Linked DNA regions of Ovis aries: region 2 is linked to region 1. Evidence: chromatin contacts called from public Hi-C data. All regions are on one chromosome and are shown on one strand. The core of a region is the stretch at or near the end of the contact, and the rest is flanking DNA. Distances in the headings are between cores, read along the strand shown. Region 1 has its middle 31 kb from the start of CDC25A. Region 2 overlaps MAP4 (microtubule associated protein 4).

Region 1 (6,489 bases), core at 300-2,799:
TATGCACTGTAGCCCGCCAGGCTCCTCTGTCCATGGGATTTCCCAGGCAAGAATCCTGGAGTGGGTTGCCACGCCCTCCTCCAGGGGGCCTTCCCAACCCAGGGATCAAACCCGTGTCTCAGGTCTGCCTGCTCTGGCAGGTGGGTTCTTTACCACTAGCATCACCTTGGGCCTCCCTGGTGGCTCAGCTGGTAAAGAATCCGCCTGCAATGCAAGAGACCCCGGTTCAATTCCTGGGTCAGGAAGATCCCCTGGAGAAGGAAACAGCTACCCACTCCAGTATTCTGACCTGGAGAATTCCATGGACTATTCCATGGGGTAAGAGACCGACTGAGTGCCTTTCACAAAGGTCACTGGGAAGACCTTTGGCACTTAGAGCAAAAAATACAGGAGGAAAGGAAGTATGTGCACTGAGGAACTTTATAAAATTACTGACCTGTATCCCTCATAAATATCAGTGTCACACACAATAGAGGCTAACTTTTCAGATTAAGGAGACTCGAGACATGACAAGTAAATGAAATATGTGAACCTGAATTGAGTCTGGGACAAAACAGAAACAAAAAGTGCTAGACAGGACATTTTGGGGACAATTATCCAAGCTGAAATACACAGTATTAATTAGGTTAAAATATTGTCTCAATGTTACATTTTCTGAATTTTATAATTATATAAGGATATCCTTATTTTTAGGAAATGACACTGAAGGTTAAGGACTATGATGTAACCTACTTCCAGATGGTTTAATAAACTCTAACTAAGAGTGTGTGTGTGTGTGTGTGATGGAAACAAAGGATAAGAAAGCAAATGGGGCAAATGTTAAAAATAAATAACTCTCAGTAAGGAGGGTAGGGCTTCTCCTGCAGCTCAGTGGTACCTCCACAGTCGGTAAAGAATCTGCCTGCAATGCAGGAATCCGCCTGCAATGCAGGAGACCCGGGTTCGATTCCTGGGTCCGGAATATCCCCTGGCGAAGGAAATGTCAACACATTTCAGCATTCTTGCCTGGAAAATCCCAAGGACAGAGGAGCCTGATGGGCTACAGTCCATGGGGTCCCAAGAGTCGGACATGACTTAGAGACTTAATCACCACCAAAGCGGGTAAGGGACTTCTTTGTACTATTTTTGCGACTTTTCTCGAAGTATGATGTTATTTCGAAAGAAAATGTACGAGGAAACAGCAGTGCTGAGCACCGCCTACGTGGACAGGGCGGGTTAAGACAGTGGACTGTACAGATTCTGGGTGGTCAGGGGGTGAACGCGAGGGGATTGCCCCGGAGAAGTATCCACACTGGGGACAGCAACTTGTCCCAGATGTGCAAACGGCAGTTGAAAGGACTGGTGTAGGACAGAGGTCTCTGTGGCGGCGGAGACCCGAGAGAAGGGGAGCAGGAGGCGGGAGGGAGGTCAGCTCCAGCGGGGAGAGGGGGGGAGAGGGCGTGGGTCCGAAGGCCCAGTGCCCCCAAGGGAGGGCCACAGAGATGTAAACTCCGCCGCCTGGGGCCGGAATGTCGCTGAGACTTTGGTGAACAAAGGCTGCCCACATTGGGCGGGGGCGGAGGCGGAGGCGGGAACAGCTACTGGAGCTGGGTGATCTCGGGCAGTGACCTAGCGGCAGGGATGGGGGGTGGGGATTACCTTGGTGATTCTAAGACCTCAAGACTGTGGTCTTTCTAATTTCCATGTGATGACGCCTGGAAGTCGTGTAAGGCCCAGGGCTCCCTGTTTGCACACTCTGAGAACCAAGAGATCAGCTCTTCGGAGGCTAGCACCTTCCAGGGATGGACAAGGGGGTTCAGCAATTCTTGCGGCAAAGTCAAATCCCCCAGCCTGGCGCCTCCGCCCACATTTCCTTTGTTCTCTCCTTTCTCTGGGCTTGTAGGCGCGATCGCGGCAATAACCAGGCTACGCCACCAGGTGGCGACGGTGCCCCAAAGTTAACCTCCTCAAGCATCTGCCTTCCAGCCGCTCTTCCCGGAATCAGCGACTGGGAGGAGCTGCGGGTCTCCAGGAGCCCCCCACCGCTCCCTGGCTTCCAGCTGCATTCAAGACCGTCCTCTCTGCTCCAGTGCAGGCAAAGCTGTGGCTCCCTTTTCAGCCTGCAATTCCTAGTAGCCTAGTTTGAAAGTATGCTTCGTGTACCACAAAGCAGGGACACCAAAAGGGGAAACAAAAAGAGGATTCAGGTGGGTTATCAGTGTATACTTTTTCAATAAATACGTCAAAGTAGTCATGGAAGAACAACTGATCTTTGTTAGGTCTCTCTATACTTCATTGTAGTTTATTTTGGATGACACGGACCAGAATCCATCTCAGTCTTCAGTATCTAATCCCTTCCCTCTTGGGTGGTCCTGACCAAATGCTAGGCCCTAACCAAGAAATAAGAAGATCTATGTTTCAATCCTGGCTCTGCCCCTAACTAGCTGTGTGCCTTTCTGGACTTCAGAGGTCTATTTCCTTTCATTTGACCTAGACCTGCTAGGTCTAGAAAGATCTAGAAAGAACCAGACAGCTTGTGATTTCTCTCCTGAGACAGTGATCTCTCTCTTCTGTCTCTAGAAAGGGACCTGCTCTGGCTGCAGAAGAAGCATCTCCATCTTGGAGATGTGCATGGAGATGAAGGACTCCTCCCGTAATCATCTGGAGGGCAACAACCCCAAGAAGGAGGTGGGCCATGATTTCTGCTTCTCTTTTCACCATTTGAGAGCTCCGCTCTTCCTTGGCAGCCACAGTGTTCTGTCTAGCTCTCAGACAGCATCATCTGCACCTCCAGGATCTTCAAATTCAACAAAAGCCAAGCCAAGAGGGTCACACTTTGCAGTGGTCTATAATTAGCCAAAGTGAAAGTCACTCAGTCGTGTCTGACTCTTTGTGACCCCCATGGACTGTACAGTCCATGGAATTTTCCAGGCCAGAATACTGGAGCGGGTAGCCTTTCTTTCCCTTCTCCAGGGGATCTTCCCAACCCAGGGGTCGAAGCCAGGTCTTCCACATTGCAGGCGGATTCTTTACCAGCTGAGCCACAAGGGAAGCCCATAAGAGCCAGAAGCTTGTTCCAGTTCTGTCTTGTTACCACTGTTTCCAAGATTACCTGCATTAACTTGACAGTCCAATGGACCAGAATCGCGAAGTCTTTTGAGACCTTGGGTTAAAAATGGGGAGGTTCAAATCCACACACCCTAGGCTGGGTCTTCCTGGTCCCCTCCCGCCTGGCACCCCTGGATGCTCTCACACACTAGGCATCCATGAAATTGGCAGCAGGTCTTATCTAATAAAGAATGGGCTTGGACAGCACCCCCACCCCTCTGACCCAGGACTCCTCTCCCTTTCTTGTGACCCTGTTCTCACCTCTGCTGACATCCCTGAGGAATGCCCCTCTTTTCCAGAGAATTCATTTAGCCTTGTAAAAATGAACAATATAATTATTGAAATTTAAAACTCAATTGATGAGTTAAATTACAGATTAGACCCAGCTGAAGAGACAATGCACTGGAGAAATATTCCAGAAAATTCTTTAGAATGTAACAGTAAGACAGATGGTTATCGTGCTTATACTGATGAGGAGAGTAGGAAAGAGGTAGAAAGAGAGAAGAAACAGAATATAATGAAAAGGTCTCACTACAGCAAATTTGAGTCCCCAAAGGAAAGAACAGAGAAAATGGAAGAAAGTTACTTTTTAAAGGAAGAGTGCCTGATGAAAAACTTGAATCCACAAAATCAAGAAAACCCATGAATCCTAAACAGAGTAAATGAGAAGAAAGCCACAGCTGGGCACATAATGTGGGCAGAATACCAACGATGGAGGATCTTGGGCTCATTCTGGATTGAAAGCCAGAGCATTTAACACAGGGACAATTTAACAGCTGTTCACCAGCAACAATGGGAGACTTGAGACCAGAGGAGGCTGTCTACAAACGGTAGATGGTCAAGTTAGAATGTGTAACTGGAGAAACCGCCTTGCAAGAATGAGAGTGAAAGGAAGAGAATTACAGATAAACAAGAACAGCGAGTTCCCCACCAAGAAAACCAAACTAGATGAACTTCCAAAGGATACGCTTCAAAAGCATGGGAAAGAATCCCAGGAGGTCAGTGATGCCGCAGGACCTGGGGACCAAGCACAGTGGTCAATACACAGATGTGAGTTTGGGAACAGGGTAGGTGGGCACTGCTGTCTCACACGCCCCCTCTAGGCTGTGTGCTCCGGAGACCAGGGACCATGGATGCATAGCAGACAGACAGACTCTGAGAGTGCCCCACAGCCTCACAAGACTTCCACTCAGAATCTGCGCCATCCTGTTCCCTGGAGACTGTTAGGAGCGTTATTTTCAGAGAGAAGTCTGGTTAGGTTAATGAAGGTAGTTCTGACATCTTCTTTCAATATAATTCTTGTAAGTGGTGTGTTACACATTATTGCAATCTTTGGTATTTTTCAAATACAAACCAAAAAAAGTGATTTTTATATTGAAACCAAAAGCAATGAATCTTGGGATCCAATAGTCATTTGATGCTTATATTCATAACAAACACCCATGGCTTCAGGTTAGAAAAAAACAAAGGCTTTGCACTGGCTGCCAAAGCAAAGCCATCCTCCTCAGTCTAGTTTTAGCAGGTTTTTTTTTTAAGACATCTTGGGACTTGCCTGGTGGTCCAGTGTTTAAGACTCCGTTCTTCCAGTGCAGGGGGCCCAGATTCGATCCTTCGTTGGGAAACTAAGATCCTCCATGCTGCATGACTTGGCAAAAAAAAAAAAAAAAGACAATTTCATTACTGTTGAAATTGTTTCACTGTGAAAAATAAAAACAGGATGGTAATGCTGTTAAGTGTCATGGTCCTTCTCACCCTTCTTCCTAATCACACATGTCCCTCCGAAGAGAGAGCTTCTGTTAAGTTTGTCATATCCTTTTCTGGATACTTTTCTATGTACTTATAGTATTGATATCAGGAGAAGGCAATGGCACCCCACTCCAGTACTCTTGCCTGGAAAATCCCATGGATGGAGGAGCCTGGTAGGCTGCAGTCCATGGGGTCGCGAAGAGTCGGACACGACTGAGTGACTTCCCTTTCACTTTTCACTTTCATGCATTGGAGAAGGAGGTGGCAACCCACTCCAATGTTCTTGCCTGGAGAGTCCCAGGGATGGGGGAGCCTGGTGGGCTGCTGTCTATGGGGTCACACAGAGTCGGACACGACTAAAGTGACTTAGCACTTAGTACATATGAATATGGGTGTGTGTCATTTGTATTTGTATTCATACACACACATATATCTTTGTATAAGTAGGTTGTATATATGTGTCTACCTATATAGTATATGTATATATACATACTACACTAATAAATATATGTATAATACATGCATCATATCTGTATGTCTACATTTATCTCTCTATATATACTATATATATAACACAAAATAGCAAAATTTTTATAATTACATTTTATTTATTATTAATTGAAGGATCATTGCTTTACAATATTGTGTTGGTTTCTGCCAAGCATCAACATGAATTAAATTTTTTCTGATATGGCAATTTCACTTCCAGAAATTTATTCCTCTGTAAATACTTACATAAGGTATATATACAAGAATGTTCACTGAAGTGTTACTTGAATATAAAAAATCAGACATATATATTATATGTGTGTGTGTGTGTGTGTGTATATATATAGAGAGAGAGAGAGAGACAGGAGAGAAAGTTCTTGTTCTGCGGAAGTGCACATCTGGGAAGTCTTGCCCATCGGAGTGCACAGCCCCGCTGTATCCATGGTAACGGTCCAGGCTGCCACATGCATGACTGCCGTAAGCATAGACCGTCATCGCTCAAATGCTCCCCTAGGGCTGGATATCTCGATTGTTCACTTTTTTCTCCCCCTTTTAGTATTTACACGTGATGCTTCAGTGAAGATTCTTGTACATACAGTTCAGTGCAAGCAGTGAGGCAGGATAAGCTCCTGCAGAGGATTTGTTCCTGGAGATCAAGCGGCGGAGACTGACATTTTAATCGGCCTGGCCCACCTGCCTTCAGCGCAGCCGTGTTCATGTCCACTTCCACCCCCCAGTGTAGGAGCGTGTTGAAGGCCCACCCGGTTTCCAGGCTGCTGCCACCCTTCTCTTAGTCTACTCCTCTCCCCCACGAAAGTGGACAACTTGCCCTTTTCCAAACGCCACGGCCACCTGATGTTCGCATACAGGACACTCAGAGCGCCACCCCCACAGAATGCTTCCTTCCTGGGCCAAGTTAGGGAAGCCCAGTGTTAACTTCCACATACTTTCCTTATTACAGGGCTTCTCCAAATCCTTCACCTGTGGGACACATTTCCAGAGAGGAGAGAGTGTTTTCCAAACCTATTTGCTCATAGCCCTTTTCCCGTGGAGCTGGGCTGCTGAGGACTGGTTTTCTGGTCACTGGGGTCTCCTCTGTGGTCACCCTTGCTTGATTCTCACGCGGTGGGGTTGCTCCCATCTCAGGGATGAGGACACTCATGCTCA
Region 2 (5,602 bases), core at 1,484-3,983, 110 kb after region 1:
AGGAGCATTTATTTCTTACAGTTAAATTTATGGATATGATTCAGGCATCTTTATGTTAAGATTGCTCTGTGAAGCCACAGCAGTATTCCTCCCTCCCCTGTGTAGATGGCATGTCTGGTCCTGAAAACAAGGAAATAGCACGTGACTCATGGGCTCTGGTATTGCTCTCATTTGAAATCTTCTGTTAATAGCTTTATTCCCTTGATTATAACACTGAAACTTCACTGTAAAGGAAATTAGAAAATTAAAGTGTTTTAAAGTCTCTAAAGTAAAGTGTTTTACAGTCTCTAAAATTTTGTGTTTAGAAATTGAAGGTTTACTTAGGAGTTGCTGCTTTTGCCTTCTCCCTCCTTATTGTCCCCTGCTGCTGCCCCGTACACACACAGACAGTCACATTTATTCCAGTCATTCATTGATTCTGTATGCAACTGTTTGTTGAGAATGCTGTGTTATTAAGGAGAAAAAAATGAACCTCAAAGCTGTGACCTCAAGGAGTTTACAGTTCATTAGTGAAGGTAGTCAAGTGCCAAAAGAAAAGAGCAAATAAAGAGCTGTGTGATTTGAGAGGGGTGTGATAATATCTGATTTCAAGACTAGAAGGAGAAGAAGCTTGTCTTTGGAAGGAAGCACAGGTACGGGCAGAAGCGTTCCATTGCAGATGCTTTAGGTTTGTGTGTGTGGTGGTCGAAGGGGCAGGAAATCTCTTCTGGCTCGGCTTCCTATTTTCTTTGAAAGAGGTGAGGTCATAATGCTGAGAAATGGAGGTGGAAAGGGCTATAGTTTTGAAGAGAATAGAAGTGGTTTAGAGTAGACATTTCAGAGTGTGGTGTAGACAGGAATGTTCGGGCAAACATTATATGACTTTATCATCAGATATCAATCTGCCTTTGCTTTGGAAACAACCCAGCTTCTTTTGGCCATCTTTTCTTATAGGGAAAACTGAGTGTAGGTATATGGGAATCTCTGTCCTAGCATCACAATTTTTCTGTAAATTAAAAAAACTAGTCTACAGTAAACATTTTGTTTAAAAAATTGAAATTCAAATAAGTGAAAATCTCCCCTAACTCTGACTTATCTATTTATTTTTTAAGAAGAAGTAGATCTTTTAGGATTATTTACTATGTAAATTACAAACAGAAATTTGTAAGTTTTAAACAAATGGGTTCAATCTCTGTTTACTTTGCCACTTGGAAATTTTTCTGCTAGAATGTATAAACCATTCTTTGTAACTCTGCATTTGTCTACAGTAGCAATCTTGAAACTTTTTAGTCACATAGCCATGTGGGAATTCTCAAAAATTTTGTACTCTTTGTACATTTTTAAGTTGACATCTAAATTTTTTAAGCAGAAGTTTACATTGTTGGAAAGTATGTAATTTTCAGGATGTTTCACTTTTACCACATAAAATAATAGTTATATCAGTCCTTTAAATGTATCCAAATGCTTCTAAATAATATAGCATTTTGATTCCTATTATCATTTACTTAAAAAATGCATGAGCAAGCTGTTCTTTATCATTGGAAATGTAAATCTTTCTTTTGATCCCTTGAACCCTCATTTCTATTCCATTTGTCATAGACTTTTATCCTAATGGAATAAATTTTTAAACTTGAAAGGTTTTTTTCTGGGGTAAATTATCATATTTCTGTAACAAGTATGTAAACTTAAATTTTGATGTAAAAAGTTCCTATAACCAAAGGATCCTAAGTATAACTTGGTCCAGAAGAGATGTATCATCACAATTACTAGTAGTACCCAGTTGTGACCTTTGTCACAATTTTTGACAAATTATTACCAACCATAATAGTTGAATCTGATTGGATTTATTTTTATTATTATTTTTTTTTGCTCCTCGGCTTGTGGGATCTTAGTTCTCTAACCGGGGTTGACCCTGGGTCCTCTGCTGTGGAAGCACAGAGTCTTATTTACTGGACTGCCAGGGTATTCCCTGGAAGTATTTTTCTAGTGAGATTATTTGCTGTATTATTTTTCCTTGATTAGATTCTAAATCTGTGAGTAACCATTTTTTTGGCTACTATGGAAAGGACTTAACAATATTTATTCCTGTTGTTTTCATAGATAATAACAGCCAAAAAGCTCTATTCACACAGCTTCCTATGTGAGAATGGAAGCTTTATTATAGCAATATATTCAGTTCTTTGAGTTCTATGCTAAGAATTCCATAACTCAGTATTAAAATTTATTTTTAATGTCCTATCAGACAACAACCTCATTATGACCTCTTTCAATTTTGGAAAATCAAATAATTGGAAACTCCCTAACCTGGAAAGGATTTGTTAATCATTAGATAATCACTTTGTTTAGGGGCTTGCTTTTGTTTCATGGATGTGTGATATTTTCTTTCATCCTTAAGAGGAAAATAACATACTCCTTTTTAAGAGTCTAGTTGTGTCCGCCTTGTTTCCCTGGGTGACCGTTTGCTCTCTTTGGCTGTGATGTCTTTTTTTGGTAGTGGCTTTCCTGAGTTGCTCGGTCTTGAGGTTCCCTGTGACACTCGGCTGTTTGCTGCCACCTGCCTCTGGCGGGTGTGGTGGTGCTGCCGGTGCAGCGTGGGGCTCCCCCACAGCGCCCCCGGGTCTCACCATCCACCTGGTGAGCAGGCTTCCTCCTGTGCCAAAGCATTCAGTGTCTTCCCGCTGGGGTTTGGCATAGAGCTGACTGTTGTGGGTGAGGGAGGGAGAGCATGGGGGAAGTCGGGACTGGCGTGGCAGCTTTTCCTGAAGTCCCACCGCTGCGGCTGTCTCCAAGGCTAGAGTTACCTCCAAGGAGTGCTGTTTTCCTTCCTGTGCCTTCTTTGGGCGGGGGTTTCTTCTCAGGGTGGTCTGTTTGCTTCATTTACTTGGATATTTCTTGTAATTTCTGGTCTGCTAGGGGGTACCCTTCTTGATTTCTAGATCTTTTATTGCCTTTTAAAAAAATCAATCTTTCCTGCTACTTCTGACTGCTTGTGATAGCATGTTGAAGCTGGCCTGTGTGCTTCAGTCTGGTATCTGTCCACTCTTTAAGGTGCTCAATTAAAACAGTAGTTTATATCTGTGAAGGTCTTCCTTTTAATCCCCTGTCTCTGTTTTCCTGCACTTCATTCCTTAGCAGTTAGCAGTGATGTTTGGTATATGTTTTTCCATATTTTTCCTGATTATTTATGTGTGTTTTTCATAGTGTTATTATGTCATACTTGCTTTTACTTTATGCCTTTCTTTTTTAAAAAGTAACATGATTTCATATATATATATATATTTATTCATTTGGCTGCATTGGGTCTTAGTTGCAGTGTGTGAGATCTTGGTTGCATCATATGGGATCTTTCATTGCAGCACGCAGGCATGTGGGATCCAGTTCCCCAGCCAGGGATTGAACCTCTGTCACCTGCATTACAAGGTAGATTCTTAACCACTGAACCACCAAGGAAGTCCCTGATTATATTTTAATATATGTGCTTTTTTCTTTAACAACATTTGGCATCCTGAAATTTTCCCATATTAGCTACCTCATTTCTTTTAATAGCTGCATCTTATTTCACAGCTTAGTGAATCTCCTGGTAGGCATTTGTTACTTTTAAAACAATGCCACAATAACAGTTACGTTCAATTTTGTGTACTTTTATATCTTTTTCATGAACTACCTACCTAAAATGAATTGTTACACTGGTATTTCAAAATTTGGTAAACTGTTAAAAGTTTGTTTCAATTTATATTTCTCCAGCGGTGTATGAGCTTACCCTTTTTCTTACACCTTTGCCATCATGGGCTATTATCAAATTTAAAAAAGATTTCATCATGCTTACAGCCAAAGATGATATCATTTTGTAATATGCATTTTCCTGTAGTCTACATTTTATTTTCTTTTTGCAATTTGTGTTTTAAACTGAGGTGGATTTTGGAAAATAGGCATTCTTTCTTGAGCTAGGAAGAATACATTTTATAAGCTTACTGTATGAGTGTGGATTTATTTATGTGAAATATGTTCTAGCTCATGTTTGTTCTCTCTCTTGATAAGTAAAACACAATATGTGAAACCCTAGCATGGTGCATGATGCATGCTGGGTATTTAAGAAGAGTCTGTTATCTTTTGTTCCTTTTATTTTCCTCCTCTTGTTCCAGTTAATTGATATTTTCTTTTTAGTCTGCCTTATTCTTTTAGGTTTTTCTCTAGTTGTTCCTCTGTTACCTGAGATTTCAGTTCAGTTCAGTCGCTCAGTCGTGTCCGACTCTTTGCGACCCCATGAATCGCAGCACGCCAGGCCTCCCTGTTCATCACCATCTGCTGGAGTTCACTCAGACTCACGTCCATCGAGTTAGTGATGCCATCCAGCCATCTCATCCTCGGTCGTCCCCTTCTCCTCCTGCCCCCCATCCCTCCCAGCATCAGAGTCTTTTCCAGTGAGTCAACTCTTTGCATGAGGTGGCCAAAGTACTGGAGTTTCAGCTTTAGCATCATTCCTTCCAAAGAAATCCCAGTGTTGATCTCCTTCAGAATGGACTGGTTGGATCTCCTTGCAGTCCAAGGGACTCTCAAGAGTCTTCTCCAACACCACAGTTCAAAAGCATCAATTCTTCGGTGCTCAGCTTTCTTCACAGTCCAACTCTCACATCCATACATGACTACTGGAAAAACCATAGCCTTGACTAGACGGACCTTAGTCGGCAAAGTAATGTCTCTGCTTTTGAATATCCTATCTAGGTTGGTCATAACTTTTCTTCTAAGGAGTAAGTGTCTTTTAATTTCATGGCTGCAGTCACCATCTGCAGTGATTTTGGAGCCCCCAAAACTAAAGTCTGACACTTGTTTCCACTGTTTCTCCATCTATTTCCGATGAAGTGATGGGACCGGATGCCATGATCTTCGTTTTCTGAATGTTGAGCATTAAGCCAACTTTTTCGTTCTCCTCTTTCACTTTCATCAAGAGGCTTTTTAGCTTCTCTTCACTTTCTGCCAGAAGGGTGATGTCATCTGCATATCAGAGGGTATTGATATTTCTCCCGGCAATCTTGATTCCAGCTTGTGTTTCTTCCAGTCCAGTGTTTCTCATGATGTACTCTGCATAAAAGTTAAATAAGCAGGGTGACAATATATAGCCTTGACATACTCCTTTTCCTATTTGGAACCAGTCTGTTGTTCCATGTCCAGTTCTAACTGTTGCTTCCTGACCTGCATACAGATTTCTCAAGAGGCAGATCAGGTGGTCTGGTATTCCCATCTCTTGAAGAATTTTCCACAGTTTATTGTGATCCACACAGTCAAAGGCTTTGGCATAGTCAATAAAGCAGAAATCGATGTTTTCTGGAACTCTCTTGCTTTTTCCATGATCTTTTCAGTGAGTTTATATGAAAGATTTTTTGTGTGCATTGGGTTTGTGCAACCCAGAAATTTGGACATTGTAGTTTGTTGTCTTCCACAGTAAACTCTTGCATTTCATATTTTAGTAGCATGTGTTCTAGACTTCTACTTGTCTTATGAAAAATCTGTGAGGTTAAGAGAATTTGCAGGAGCTTCTTGGGTTGGCAGGCTAACTGCAGAGCTAGGCAGGTTGCTGAATGTTAGATATAGTCAGAGCCTTTCAGAAAGGTTATATGTCCTCAAA

What was found. A called contact is a pair of places that touch in the nucleus more often than the background predicts.
Region 2: a Hi-C map of liver shows a contact between it and region 1, with 2.0 times the contacts expected there. The contact joins two enhancer-like sites. A contact is called at or near these places in 8 of 16 Hi-C or Micro-C datasets (hypothalamus, liver, mixed tissues and 4 more).

What each region holds. Positions count from the first base shown.
Region 1 is chr19:51,725,667-51,732,155 of ARS-UI_Ramb_v3.0, forward strand. No RefSeq gene overlaps it. Among named protein-coding and RNA genes, the nearest start is that of CDC25A, 31 kb to the left of the region's middle. Within about 2 kb of position 1,550, at least 24 of the 54 cell types and tissues checked have an H3K27ac peak or open chromatin away from gene starts, as enhancers often do. A contact at or near this core is called in liver, where this site is marked.
Region 2 is chr19:51,837,853-51,843,454 of ARS-UI_Ramb_v3.0, forward strand. All of the region lies in intron 2 of MAP4 (microtubule associated protein 4), which reads left to right. Among named protein-coding and RNA genes, the nearest start is that of TRNAW-CCA, 31 kb to the left of the region's middle. Within about 2 kb of position 2,734, at least 10 of the 54 cell types and tissues checked have an H3K27ac peak or open chromatin away from gene starts, as enhancers often do. A contact at or near this core is called in liver, where this site is marked.